Regions from separate parts of the Mus musculus genome. Here region 1 is linked to region 2. Evidence: chromatin contacts called from public Hi-C data. All regions are on one chromosome and are shown on one strand. Each heading gives the region's core, a stretch centred on a gene start, on an enhancer-like site or on the middle of the called end of the contact. The rest is flanking DNA. Distances are from core to core; before and after follow the strand shown.

Region 1 (7,450 bases), core at 1,775-4,274, 180 kb after region 2:
TGCCAGTCATGGACAGAAGTAGGACCTCAAAGCATGGCTTCCACAGTGAGTGGGCATTGGAGGGTAAACGAACACGTTCATTTTAGACCAGGCGGGAGAGCAGTATGACGATTTGTAGAGGTGCCAGTGAGAGTGACAGAATGATGTCAGACGAGTTTAGTCTGGGGAAGGATTCCAAGCCCGCAATACTGGAGAGAACACTGGGTCTGTAAGGAGCACAGCCCACTGGCATTGGGGCTGGTAGAGCAGCCTCCTGTTTAAGAAAGCAAACAAAAGTTTAGAACTGATTATACCCCACCCCCAAATTAACAAGGTGAAGTGTAAATTAATCCCACCTGTGAATAGAAGGAAAAACAAAAGCACTTAAGCTTGTGAGAAACCGTGCAGTAGGAAGGGGGTGCCTTATCTAAAAGCTCCCAGAACACTAAGCTAACAGTTTGTTTCTCTAGAGCACATCTGTGGACAAGGTACGGTACTGCAAAACAGCACATGCTAAGATTTCAGCCTGGAGAAGGGACCTTCTGAGAGGCCAATGAAGGGGAGAGGTGCACAGCCTATCTTAGCTCAGTACAGAGCCTTCCTCATGGCCAGCTAGCACCTTGGTCTAGAGGAGCTTGTCCTTAGAACAGAGCTGAGGGGTTGCAGTTCTTCCCACTGTGGCCAGGCCAGTCTCACCTACTGCCATCTGCTGGAGTGGGACCTGGACAAGCCAATGAGATGACTGCAGATGCTAGAGGAGAAATTTACAAGCAGTCCTGAATTGGACATTTAAGCATGTGCTTCGCCTCCTAGGAAACAACAGACTGCTTTGTTTCTGATTCAGTGTAGTAGAATGGGGAGATGGGACTCTGTTTTCCAGGGCATCCTAAAACTGATAGCAGAAGAGGTTCATCCTGAACATACAGCTGATAATTGTAGTCTTGATTACTGACTGATTTAATCTCCAGAGCCATCCCGGTATCACTGGCACTTTGCCAACAATGGTAACCTGCAAACACAGTTGTTTCTCTGGGTCACAGGCAGTAAGAGGTGAAGCTCAGATAAGAATGCAAATACCCGCACTAGGCTTGGCTCGCCATGAAGTGCTGAAACCCACTTCTATAAATTTTCTCTGAGAGCACTGAGCATGTGCTGACCTCGCTAAACTGAGCTTCCAAAATAAAGTTCCAACTTTAATCAATCCTATCCAGTCTTTAGAGCTGGATAAGCATGCAATGAGCCAAAGCGGAGGTGAAACTCCTCAGGCATAGCCTCGATCTGGCTAAGAAGGGAAGCATTTATTACAGAGCACCAACCACTTAGAGAGCAGTGCTACTGTGGATGGACTCAGCCTGTTCTCCAGTCCACACCAACACCAGCTCTCCACTTTCCTTATGAGTCTCACTCTGATCTATATTGTATGCCAGTCACTGAATGACTCTGGTTGTGACCTGGACCAAGACTTGGTCTCCTCATCTTTACACTGTAAGGGTCAGACTTCACGTTTTTCACACATGTTAAGCAATGAAACCTCAGCAAAGCCAACATCTAAGAGAATGTACCATGTGTTTCCCACTTACCCCGTCACTCTTTTTATTCTTCCTCAGTATAGACCACCCTAGAAGGTCCCCGCTGAACACAAGGGCTGAGCCACATTGTTTAACAGGAAATAATGAATGAATTTTAGATACCTAAAGATGCATGATAAAATAATGACAAAGTAGCCTGACTATTAAGCAAGATAGACTGGAAAGCTGTCACCATGGGGCTGTGTACCTTCACAGCTGTCAAACTGACTCTCTAGTAGGGAGGTGCTTCCGTCTATCAGACAGTGTCTGGTGACTTGTTACAAAGAGACTCTCTGTCAGCTCTTGCAGGTAGAATTCTTCCCAGGATGCTTTTTGAGATTGGCTTTCTATCTGGGACTCTGACCTCTGGCTTCACTACCAGAGGAGACATCTGGGAAGAGCCATGGAACAGGTCCTCCCTGCCTTCACCATCATCCTTTGCTGATGGACGGAGGTTGGAATTAACAGTGTCAGCTTAATTCCTTCTCAGCACTTAAAGCTTTGAGATATCAGGACCCGACCCTGTGCTGGAACATCATGTAAGGTTTAATCCCACCCATGCCATTAGATTAATAGAGTCACTGGTAGATGTCCATTCCCTTCATGTTTGTCCTTGATAAAGACCCTTTATGTAAATGCCCCAAGAATAAGAATTTCGGTTAACTCATTTCCCTATCTCTAGTGTCTAACACAGCCAGACACAGACATGCTGCTTGGCAAATCCTTTTCATTCATTAAGCAAATAGCCCTAGGTATTTGGACAAGTAAAATCCTCATCACATCTACAATTGAGTGGGCAAGATGGTGAAACAATAAATGTAAATGCATATTATATCTTGGGTCAAGAGTTAAAAAGGAAAAGAACAGGTTTGATGGAAGAGCTAATTAGCATGATTGATAGCTGAATGACAATAAATGTCTTTGACTCCTAACTCTGAACCTGTCTCATTTGTTCTCTGAAAACAGTAATCATCGCTATTATGTTCATTGTTGCAACTGCTACTCCTGTTTCTTATGTATGCATTGCATTCTAAATTTTATGTTAGTGTTATATAAATTCATGAACTAACCTTGCCTAATAGGCCTCCTTATTTCAAATGAATGAGACAAGACCCAGAAATATTCTTCATATGATGAGATAGCTAGTGTCATAGATGGTGCTTGAACCAAAGCTGGTCACACAGTCTTCTGTTCTGAGAAAAGGGAATGTCTCCTGAACTCCTAAGTGACCACTGCAGGTTCAACCTGGATCCCAGTTTGAGAAGCCCCAAATCATATTATATGGCAAAAGCCTCATTCCATTAGATTAAAGGGCAAAATGAAAACAACCATAACAAAAACGAGTTGCTGGAGAGTATTAGGAAAATAAGGAAAATAATTTTGCCTTGGCCATCTCATGGTCACCTTCCAGCAGTAGTAAGCCATCACCATGGCAATGGGAGAAAAATTAATGTTGAATGTTGAGTCATTTTAAAAAGCCACATCAACAGCATACCGAGCTGATGCTGTAAGCTCTCTGCTACAGCTGGTCTGACAGTGCTAGAGGCATGGTGTCGAGCTCCATGCTGGAGGGACGAGGGGGGACTTAAGCTCAGCCTTGGAAGATTTAAGTCTGAGCCTTAACTGTATCCTGTGGACTTCAGCAAGTCTACTGACAAACATGAGAGGCGATCATATTAAGTCAGTATTACTATAGTAGCTTTCTGGAAGTCCGTTCAAACCTCCGTAAAATAGAACAGTGATATTTCATAACCATCGTCAGGAGGTTTGATATAATGAGGGATATGGAAGTGCTTAGTAAACTGTAATGTGATTAACATTTTCCAGCCAGGTTTGGAAGAACTCATGCTGGAGTGAGGTAGACAGGGCTGCTCTCTCTCCTTTGTCTTAGTAAAAAGCCCAAGGCTCAGATATTCAGAGCCTCAGCTTCCCAGCAACATTTCCTATTATAAATCTGCAACATGCCCTGCCTGATTTACACAATCTGGGCTCTCTTCATTCTCCCTGCACTTCAGTTTACCCCATGGAAAATGGGGATGACACCAGTGCTCTCTTAGTAAGGTGGGAGATGAGGCTTAAATGAGTCCTGGAAGGGCACAGAAAGGCTGGCTGCCTGGCAGGCCGCCATAAGTGTTAACAGCAGGGATGGCAGAGGAGAAGAGGAAGGAGCAGGAAGAACATTTGAAATGACATATGTATGTCAAGCTCAACACCTCCGTGGGGCACTGATGGCAGTACTCACACTCACCAGATGCTCTGGTGCCTTTTAGAGTGCTCCGATCAGTCACAGGCCCCTTTCTGTCTTCAGAGGAGTCTTGCCTACAGTGGCTTTGTATCAGACCCAGTTTTAGGCCTGCCTTTCTTTCTATGCTGTTTTAGGTAGGAAGAGAGAACCGGACCAAAGGCTTGATAGAAACAAGAGGAAGCTTTACTAATGAAACAAGTTCTCTACAAGTGATGATTTCCCAAACACTGCGCTCTGACATGTTAAAAGACAACACTGGGAAGCACTGGCCTGGACAGTACTCAAATTAACTATGTGATGGAAAATGCTCAAGTTAAATTAACTAAATATCTTCATAGTGCAAGTCCATCGAGATGTTAATATATAAATACGCTTCTGAACCTCCTGGATTGGGTGTCATACAGATGTAATGGTGCCCGATTTTACTTAACCAAAGAATTGGCATTTTGCTAGTCTTTTCTAAGGACAAAAGAGTGGTAGATGCTGTGTAAGCCAGCAGTTAAGGTCCTCAAAGGTGACAAGAGGTACCATAAAAAGAACTGGAAGATTTCTACTAGTCCTGTGTCTATTTAATGAAAAGAACAAGGAGTCTGTCTTGGCAGTAACTAATGTGTTAGATGGTAGAGAAACAGTAACAGGTAAGGCTGGTAGAATCACTGTCTCTCAGAGTTCTTGTGAGCATTCTGGAAAGAGAGAGATGTTGCAAGGTAAATTCAGTATAGAAAGAGAGCATGGAGAACCATATTCAAAGGGCTTTCTTGCTCCATTTACTGGGCCAGAGGAATAATCCAGAAGCACCTGGTTCTAAACTGAGACACAAAGAGATAGTCACAGCCATTTGGTGTGTAGTTTATGACCCACTTGCTCTTTTGTGGCCTTATTGGAACCTTCTCAGGCAGATTCAATGGCAGTGGTAAAGTGTGGTGGTGAAGACCACTGAGAGTCCACAGTTCGGGCCAGGAAGGCACTGGGTAAGGCATTTTATGAGTCTAATGCACTTAATCTTCTTTTAACAGTAAATAGAACTCTCAGTTTACAAAGGAGAAGTTGAGGTTTAAAATAGTTAAGTGCCGTTCCAGAAGCTACCACCAGTAAATATTACAAAACCAGGGCTGCACTCAGATCTGCAAGGTTGCAAAGCTGCTTCCGACCATGCCATGGCCTACCAGGAACATGGTAGGTCCATGCAGTTTCAACAAGCTAAGAAAGGTAGAAAGCAAGATGATGTTAGAAATAATTCTTCTTCCTCCTCCACCTCTTCCTCCTCCTCCTCTTCTTCCTCTTCTCCCTCCTCCTCCTCTCTTCCTCCTCCTTCTTCCTTCTTCCTTCTTTTCCTCCTCCTACTCTTCCTCCTCCTCTTGCTCCACCTCCTCCTCCTCTCGTTCTTTTCCTCCTCTTCTTTTTAAAACTAGATTTCCATGTGTAGCCCTGGCTATTCTGGAACCTACTCTGTAGATCAGGGTAATCTTGAATTCACAGATTTCTGCTGGCCACTGACTCCTGGGTACTAGGATTAAAGGCATTTGCCATTACAACCACTTTAGGTATTCTTCCTTGAACTCGTTTTTTTTTTTTCTTAAATACTTGGTTATTCTAAACAGTCATGCTTGATATGGATAATCCTGTATAGCTTTGCTGATTTGTCTTTATTTAGCCATATATGCATATATATACATATATATGTATATGCATAAGTCATTGTGAAGTTTTATTATCCATGAGATTTGAACATTTGGCGAGTACTATGTAAATAGTTGTATAGTCTATGCCCAAACACAAACTAGATGGGTAGAAAATGGTAACCAGCACATGGCTTTGAAAGCTGATGGATCCAGCCTGGGTCAGTTACTAAACTCTATGCACTGTCATTGAGCATCAGAGAAGGTGGTAAAATAGGAAGAACTGACATTGCTGGAATGTGAGCAAAGCACATGTGGCTCTCAGGGTGCTTCATAGTGCTGGGCAGAGAACCTTATTCTTTGCTAGTCGTTTCTTTCCTGATTATTTTTTCTTCAATGTATAATAGAAAAATATAAATAGCTGGAATCAAACTTGAGTTTTTATGAGAATTTCTGCCCCAAATGAAACCATGTTTTCAAGAAAGGGGAGTTTTAGGCAGAATTTTGAAAGATAGCCCCTTACTCATGAATTCAAGCAATAGCTAGGTATGGAAACGATTGTGAAAATGGTATATAAATTATGAAAGTTATGTGAAATAATGAGATAATATGTGTGAAAGTACCTCCTCGCATAGAAAGCCCTAATAAATGCTTCCTTCCTTCCTGATTCACATGGCAAGCAGGTGGCAGAGCCCAGGCCTGATCCTTAGAGCATCTAACCCCACCTCAGTGCTCTTTCAAGGGCCCCTATACTTGAGTGCCTCCTGTCTGCTCACCCCACCATGACATCTTCCACGTGTACTGACTGCAGGTTTTTAGAAATAGCCAAGCGCTCCAAAACATTCTGAAGAATGCTTAGTACAGATGAGCTAATTCGTGAGAGAGTACCTCGTATTAGTATTTGGAAAACAGTTACCAGTTAGGACTGGAAGGTTCCTTCCAGAGAGCTTTACAGACAGCAAGCTGAGACCAGCTAAGGCAAAAAGTCAATGGTCAGCAAGCCATATATGATATAAGAAATCATATAAGACATGCAGATATAAAACTTTATATAACTGACTGTTTCTTCCTGACTTTTTACTTTCCACGGAAATACCCTGGGAGGACTTTAGAAGCCCTTATACTTTGAAAAATATAAAGACATTGAAGGCTGTGCTTTACATTGTATGCGGAAGAAAATAATACAGATAACCACTGTGGGAGGTGGTCTGAGTTGTGCTCTTTTTTTCCTATTTAGTTGGGGTAAAATGGATATGGTCTATCATTCAGCATTTTAACCCTTTACCCCTTTCTGAGTGTTCCTGTTTCACGGAGTGGGGCTCAGTCACAATCCTGTGCGACTGTCAGCACCATCAGTTTCCAGAACTCTTTTCAACACGTGGGCCTAAACTCTGGACCCATGAAACAGTAATTCTGCATAGCCCCTTCCATAGCCGCTCCCACAGCTCCTGACCAGCATATACCTAATTTCAACAGCTCTAACCACATTGTATAAGCAGCATTAAATAGCATTTGCCTTTGGGTGACTGGCTTCTTTCTAGCATAACAATGTGTTCCAGATCCATCTATGTTGTAGTATGTGTTGGAATTCCTTCCTCCTTCTGATCTTCTGTGTGCCCCCATTATGACTGTCACAAATGAAGATGTTACTGAGCTTCTCATTAGAGCCACTTCTTTCTAGTGGCAGAGACAAATGGCCTGGTGGTAAAACTCAGCAGCAGTGGGACCTGGGACCTGAGAATTCAGACTCCCCTTCTAGTCTCATATATGACTAACACAGACAACGAATAGAATTTCATGCTGTGCTTTCCACCGGGACCCCAATTTCTCTTTAGCTGCTGCTCCGAGCCTCCGTTCAGCCTTGGGGAAGTTTGAGGTTACAGGTCTGAAAGGTGAGGTGTTGCCTTGGGTAGCCTTGTTTCTAGCCCAACTCCAAAATGCCCAGGTGAGCGTCTGAGGCAGTTCTTTGAGGGACAGGATAAACTAAGACCTTCACTTTAAAACTTGTCCTTTTTAAAAAAAAATTGTTTTGAATTGTT
Region 2 (7,679 bases), core at 2,286-4,785:
TGAGATTATTTATATTGATGAGGATTCCTAGCTCAGACGATGTTTATTGGAGCATCTTTTTAGAAATTAAACAGCCTAACAGCCTATGGAATTAAACTCACTGGGCCACATGGAAGCACACATATTTAAATCTATTCCTTCTTTTCCTCTGCCAGGAATCGTTTACCACACACAATAACATCCTTTTATTAATGCCTTCCTTTTTTTTTTTTTTTTTTTTTTTTTTTTTTTTTTTTTTTTTTACTTTCCTGTATTCCTAATCACTTGTTTTAGAATAATTTTGCTGTTTCTTCAGGCATTTCATACAGACACGTAAACTTTAAATATGTTTATAGCTTCTCAGTTCTTTATTTCTCAATGAGAAAGTTTGGGGTACCATTGGGACTGACAGATGATGAGAGATGGAAATTATTCACATTAACCCATTCACTGCTGTTGACATACACCAAATTATTCTATAACAGAATAGGCCAGGGAGTTGACATTGGAGCATGTAAATTCTCTTTGGGCTAAAAAGTGATGTGTGTTCTCAGTTTCTGGGGATCATACTGGGGCATGGTGATGTCTGTGAACCTGCCTCAGTGTCAGTAACCAGCATGCTAGGACAGACCCTGTAGAAGAAGTAGAATATAGGACCCTGAAGACAAGGATTTGGAGTGATAAATCTCTAGATGGTCACTGCAGGCAGCTTCTGATTCAGGAAGCCATTGCAAGCCTCGGTTACTGAGCTGTGAACTTCAGTTCCTGCAGGAGAGGATCTAAAAACATGGCAAACCTATGGAGCACAGCTGGAGGTTTCAAGAATGGCTTCCATTACTGAGCACAGCCATGAGCCTTCAGTGGAAATCCTTGACCTTGTAGGTCTGCTCCTTCCTGAAGAGGTCTAGGGTAGAGAGAGAGAGAGACTCTTACCTCTCCACACGCTCTGAGGCTATGTTCACACAGCCTACACATTGCTTTCATTGTACTTACCCAGCGCAGTATTTGTTAGATCTGTGATTGAGTCACTTGCAGATTTCTCTCTTCTGCTGGCCTCTCAGAGATCAACAAAGCATGCGAGTATTAATATTGATGATCAAGTTGACAAGATCTAGGACTACCTCTAAGGCGATATCTGGGAACCCCATGAGGGATTGTCTAGATTAGGTTAGTCGTTGGCCTCACCTGTGCCTGTGTGGGACTGGACTAGTCTCCTCCATAGGAGAAGGCACACCCTAAAAACGTATGGCACCATATCCTGATCTTTGATCCCAGATTCCATAGAAAGGACAAAGCTAAATGCCAGAGCTCAGAGTTCTCTGCTGCCTCAAGTTCCTGCTTGCGGATGAACTTTTCCTTGAACTGTGAGCCAAAATAAGCCCTTTCATCTTTTAGTTACTTTTGTCAAAGAATTTATCATAGCAACAGAAAAAGTATTAAGACAAATGATGGCATCTACCTATTTGGTGTATAAAAGTGCTTAAAAGATATGCATAGGTATTTATTATAGGCAGGGGAGAGAGGAGGAAGGAGGAAACCAGTATCTTCTCTACGTGTGAAGAACTCAGCAGGGAGGTTTTACACCTTGAGATGTGGGTTGTATGTATTGTGTTGTTTTGCTTCTAACTTTTGCACATATGGATCACCGGCCTCACCTTAACCCACACCACCTCCCTCTTCTCCCAGGAACCAACCCTGGATCCTCTGGAAGAACAGTGAGTGCTGTTAACTGCTATTCCATCTCTCCAGCCACCTTTCGGCATTTTTTAATGCCAGATTGCTCTGAGTGTCCTTGAAGCCATTTGCCTTTCCATGGTTGCTTTTTACTGTTTATTCTTAAATCTTAATACATTGCCTTTATAACTAAACTCTGAAAATAAATATTCGTTTCCTTTTTTATTTAACTGAAACAAAGTTGGGTTTAAGGAAGACAGTTAGGTATTCTTAAGCATGAAGGTTGAGAGAAACAAAAAATGCTCAGAAGACATTAAGCCACACTTCAGAGCACTGGTATAGAATTTTCAAAGAGTCCCTGAAAGTAATGGCATCCTGAAAAGTGGGAGAGCCAATTTCCCCTCCAGGGAGCGTCTCATTGTTATCCATGGCTATAGTGTGTTTCTCCTTCCTGAATACCTTAAGTTTTACCCGAATGCTTCTCTGTAAAAAATGTCTCAGTGAACTGAGACATCTTATTTTCTTTTTGTTAAGAAGAATAGAAGGGGTAAAGCAGTAGATTGGGACATTCTAGGAGGAGGGCTCAATCCCCACTATGTGTTTTACATGCACAGATGCATACAGACAAAAGAAGACACAAAGGAGGTAAGCAATGGAAAAACAAACAGAACATCAAAATTACTCTTCTCTTTTCCATGTCAGGTTTTGCTTTTGTAGTGTCTTATGAAGTAATTTTCCTTGATGATCCTGAGTGAACATCCAATTAACAAGAGTCAACTTGATAGCATATGTGTCGTGTGTGTGTGTGTGTGTGTGTGTGTGTGTGTGTGTGTGTTCAGGCACATATGTGCCATGGTATGCATATGGATCAGAGAATAAGCCATAGAATGGGCTCTCTCTTTTACCTTGTGGATTCCAGAAATGGAATTTGGGTTGTCAGGCTTGGCAGCAAGTCCCTTTACCCACTGATGCATCTTTCTGGTTCTCAAAAAGACTTTATTTGATTAGAACAAGGTTTCAGGGTCTGCCTTACTCTTTCCTAATTAATTCAAGTGACCTGTCCCACCTTGCTGAGCCTCTGTGTCCTTTCCTGTCACATGGGGCTACAGTACAATATCTTCTTAAGGTTCTTGTGAGGTTTAGTAGCCTCCACAACCAGACTCTGCACAGTGCCTTGCATAGGGATTCCACCCTTCTCAGCCTGTCCCCTGTGTTTCATATTACCCCACATTAGCATCATTTTTGTTTTGTTTTGTTTTATTTTATGGCAAATCCAAATCCATAAACTGAGAGGATTTCATCCAGATTTTGGACTATTCGGTAATAACTTCTGATCTTTTGTTTTTGACAGTGAGATGTCTTTCTCTGAGAGCATGGGAAAACTACCTCAGCTTTTTTATGTAGTCATGACCACATTTGAACTGTTACCAGCAAGTCTAACTGAAAAGGCAACTCAATATTGCCCTGTGCTTATATTATTTTGCTCTGTCAGGAACCTGTCAGCAAGTGTTGATGAAGTGCAGAGCCAGTAGTAACAAGCGTGCATCCTGAAAGCTCCCTAACACAAGCAGCCGCAGTCGGTGCAGTGCTATTTCTTCCCAAAGAAGCCCCTCTTGTCTCTTTGCTGATGTCATTAGTGGTCCAGCCCCAGTCATTATATCTCCCCTAGAGCAATATCTTCAATGCTGCTAATTCAGTCTTTTGTATGCCTTGAACAACACAGACCCATCACAGGCCTGTGAAGTACCAGAGGCTGCAGCCAGGAATATCTTGGTAATTTATCCCCATCCTTACCTCTAATTATTCTGTTGTTCACTGGCTTGCTCAATTGAGACTCTCCAGGTTCTACATTCCCCAAGCAGAGAACAAAAGGTTTCCCTTGAGAGTGGGGCCTGGCCCTGTCAGTGCAGTGAACTGTGCATAAATTATGCAGCACTGTGGCTGGCTTTCTTTTCATAGTCTTGCTGGAGAAATTCCGGAGAAAGACCAGGCCCCTGGAACTGGGCTGGCTTATTCTTCTGAGGTTGCTTTGCTCTGAGTGTATCTGGAGAGCAAGAAGCACCCCCTGCCCCCTTCTTTTTGCTGAAGCTGCTTCAGGTTCTTCAAGAACTACAAGTGTGTTTGGTCTTTTTTTTTTTTTCCTCACTCTCTACCTGTCTAGGAAAACACAGCAGGTGCCCGCTATTAAGCTTTGCTCCGATTCCTTCATTTGACCCCTCCAACTAGACTAAACTGGCTGGGCTCTCCTTTCTGCTTTCTCAGTTATCTTTACCTCTATGAGACTGGCGCACTACCTACTGCACTAACAAGGCTCCTTTCAATTAGCCTTACTTTAAAATAATATGATTTTTTTATTAAGTCTTTGAGAATTTCATACAATGTATTGATCCTATTCACCCCCAATCCCTCTCCCTAACTCCTCTCCGATCTTCTTCTGCCTCCCTATCCACCCCAACTTTGTTTAGAAAATATAACTCATAATGTGTTGCCCCCATATCCTTAGGTGTTGGGCTTAGAAGCCCTTCACTCTCTGTCCTAGAATATTGACTGGCTTGATCTTGGGCAGGCAGCACCCATGGCATGAGCTCAGGAGCACTGTGGTCCCTGCATATGCAGAGGCCCTTTTCAATGTAGTCTTCCCATGCTTCAAGCTACCCCCACTGTCTCTCTTTCCCTCCCTTCCCCCTCTTTTTTCTCTCCCCTTTCTTCCCTACCTTTCCCCTCACTCTCTTCCTCCCTCTCTTGTCTCATTTGTAGATGGATACTCCATTGACACTTCCTCTTTTATACTTTGGCCAGAAGTGAGTTTCTGCACCATCTACCACGATCCACTGCCCAAAGAAGTTTCCCTGGTAAGGGCTGAGGGCTGCACTAATCGATGGATAGACAGAAATGAATTTAGAGGGAAATTTGATAGCCATGTAGATAGTATACAAGGATAGTGGTAGTTCAACCCTGGAACCTGTGAACTTTCCAATCTGGATTAACCTTATGTTGTTACTATTTTGGTTTATTTGTCTATGTGCATAGGATATGTTGTTTTGTTGTTTGCTTTGCTTTGATGAGATCCCCACAAAACTAATCTTCAGTCCTTATACCCTGGCAGCCAGAGCTCTGGGATCTGGGTTGAGAAGGAGCCGAGGGCTGACTTGCAATGCCATAGATCCTTACTTATTCTCTTTCAGGATGCTTTTACCCTTAACCATCTTCCTGCTGTGTGGTCCAGCTATATCTCCCTGTAGACAGTAAGGATGCCTGTCCCTCTCAGACCCTCTGGGAGTGAAACTCAGCCTCTGTGCTTCCATTCTTGTTCTCTCTTACTTCCTTGTGAATTTTTGTCTTGAAGTAATATTGAACGGTCTGCAATATGTAGAGATCATTTTTCTTCCCTTTAATAAAATAATGTGGTAACACACTCATATGTCTTCTGTCACTCAAGCATCCTTGAATGTTGCTCATATGTATTTTTTTGCACGTAAAAAATTGAATTCATTGCATGTCATGTCGACGTTTGTGAGCACAGCCTATGTTTTCTATTTGCTGTAGTGCTGTTGTTTGAATTTTGTTACATCTTATCTTAGCTTTAGCAATAAAGTAAGGAGCTATTCTGGAGTCCAGAGTACTTCAGAGGGGCCAGTTCAGTGAATGTTAGACTTTCTGGTACAACCACAGGGACTTCTAAAATATTATTGGAAGGTTGGCTTAAACTATTTACTCAGTTGCTCTAGTACTAATAGCCCCACTAAAGGTTTCTAGTGTTGTTCTGGTAAATTTTGTTTTTCTGTGAAATTGTACTTTCGTCTAAGTTTCCACAACTGCATAGTCTTGCTCATGTTATCCTTTGGCTTTCTTTTTCTGTCAATGTTTGCCTTCTCTGTGGTAATAGCTCCCGTTTCCTTCTATGACATTTGTTACTTTTAGCTTTCATCTCTGCTTCCTCTCTTTTGCTCATCATGTTTTCACATTGACTCACTGAGTTTTCTTCTCAACCTCATTCTAATCTTTCAGTTTTTCATGATTTTCCAAGGTTTCTGATTAGGTTGTTAATTTTCAGGGCTTTTCCCAGTGAAGCTCTTTATTAAGTACCACTTACACCATTTAGTGCCTGCCTATAAAATGCTTTTTTCCTTTCTCCTATACAAATATGTAGAAATTGTCCAACTATATTCATGCTGTTTAATTCCACAGTAGAGGTAATTATAATTCATTTTTATCATTTACACAATTCTTCAAAGTACTAGAAGGACAATATCATATTTCAGAATAATTATTTATGTTTTTTTCATTTTTGCGAGTTATTATTCTTATATATTTTCTGTGTTTGTGAATGTGTTGTGAGCAAGTGTGACGGTTCGTGTGAGTATGTGTGCACACGTGAGTAAAGACCAGAGGTCAACCTCCTATGATATACTAGGTTCCATCCTCCTTACCTTTTTGGAAACAAAGTCTCTTTGGGCTAGAGTTCACTGATTAGGCTCAGCTGACTGCCAAGTGTCGGCCTGGCAGTGAGTCCCCAGGGTCACCTGTCTTTGCCTAGCCAGTGCTTGAATGTGTAACATTTAAAAATGTTGTCTGTCAAGACCAGTGAAGTGCCTCAGAGGGTGAAACTGTTTGATGTGCAATGCTAAAGGTCTGAATGAGTCCCCAGAATGCACACAAAGTGAAGAAAAGCTTTCTCCCGAGCTTTACATATGTGCTGTGCTAAATGCCCACCCTCATGTCTACCCAAACATTATATTCGTTGAGTGCACAATGATAAAAGTAAAGAAATAGAAGCTGCAGACGTTGCTCAGTAGCTGTGAGCTTGCTCTGCTTTTGTAGAGGACCCATGTTACGTTCCTAGCACCCTGTGATGGACAGATCACAAGCTCCTGTAACTCTATAAGATCTGTAGATACACACACACATACAAGCACACACACACACACACACACACACACACACACACACATATACATAAATAAAATTAATAAAAATAATTCTAAAACTAATTTTAACATTTAAAAGTTATATCATAGTTTTTATGAATATATTTTAGAAAAAAGAACTATCAGATTGAAAAATATATGCTGGAAGTATTTACTTTACTTCTAAGGCTATTTTGAATTTTCTCTTTTTAGTAAGTTGTGACATTGATGCCATTCTTTTTCTGTGTAATCTTGTAGTATCTGACTTGACCCTTGTTTTCATTTTAAGTTTATATTGTATCCTTCACTTCTGTTTATTCGGTGTGGGTTTCCTTGGCTTCACTGGCTTCATTTCCCCCTTTATGTTCCTTTATCTCTCGTGACTTTTTAGGGTTTTGATGAGCTCTTCATTTCCACCAGTGACTGCACCCTAACTCTTTTGTAACCAACATGAAACAGAAAGTAAGAAAGGTTAGTCTTCCCCAGGGGACAGCACATCAGTCAATTAGTTGTTTAAGGCCAAAAGATCAGTTCTGAAAACATACATACATGCATACATACATACGTACGTACATACATATATACAATACCATTATTCAGTCTGAGCACATAACAACAATTAATGAAAAAAGACCATGAATTTGAAGAAGAGCAAAGGAGGGTATCAGGGAGGGCTTGGAGAGAGGAAAGGGAAGGGGGAATGGTATCATAATTAATGAGTAATTTCAAAAAGAAGATTCTTTGAATTCATTAAACTTCTCATCTCCCTAAAATATGAGAAACATCTCTTTAAATGAACAATGTGGTCTATTTTATTTTTTATACTTTTTAATTTTATTTTTTCAAATATTACACCATTTATTCTTCCATATATCACTCCTCTCTCTCTAAATTCAAGGCCTCTTTTTCACTAATACTTATTGCATATATATATATATATATATATATATATATATATATATATATAACTTATATGTATATTTTCAGGGCTGACCAGTTGATGTTTTATTTGCTGGGGAAGACCACATCTTTCTCTTAGCTTTCTTCAATTGCTTATAGTTCTTTGTGTAGGACTGAAGCCGCATAGGTGTTTGCTTGTTCACTTTGGCTTGTCTGTTG

Evidence for each region. A called contact is a pair of places that touch in the nucleus more often than the background predicts.
Region 1: a contact with region 2 is called in a Hi-C map of uterus. The contact joins two enhancer-like sites. A contact is called at or near these places in 2 of 15 datasets of contacts at CTCF or cohesin (large pre-B cells and pro-B cells), 8 of 484 Hi-C or Micro-C datasets (CD8 T cells, the G1E-ER4 cell line, the N1E-115 cell line and 3 more) and 1 of 115 datasets of contacts at active chromatin or transcription factors (bone marrow-derived macrophages).

Annotation. Positions count from the first base shown.
Region 1 is chr4:95,862,402-95,869,851 of GRCm38.p6, forward strand. All of the region lies in intron 14 of Fggy (FGGY carbohydrate kinase domain containing), which reads left to right. Among named protein-coding and RNA genes, the nearest start is that of Hook1, 100 kb to the right of the region's middle. Within about 2 kb of position 3,025, at least 13 of the 459 cell types and tissues checked have an H3K27ac peak or open chromatin away from gene starts, as enhancers often do. A contact at or near this core is called in uterus, where this site is marked.
Region 2 is chr4:95,681,401-95,689,079 of GRCm38.p6, forward strand. The region is part of intron 5 of Fggy (FGGY carbohydrate kinase domain containing); the gene reads left to right. Among named protein-coding and RNA genes, the nearest start is that of Fggy, 130 kb to the left of the region's middle. Within about 2 kb of position 3,536, at least 93 of the 459 cell types and tissues checked have an H3K27ac peak or open chromatin away from gene starts, as enhancers often do. A contact at or near this core is called in uterus, where this site is marked.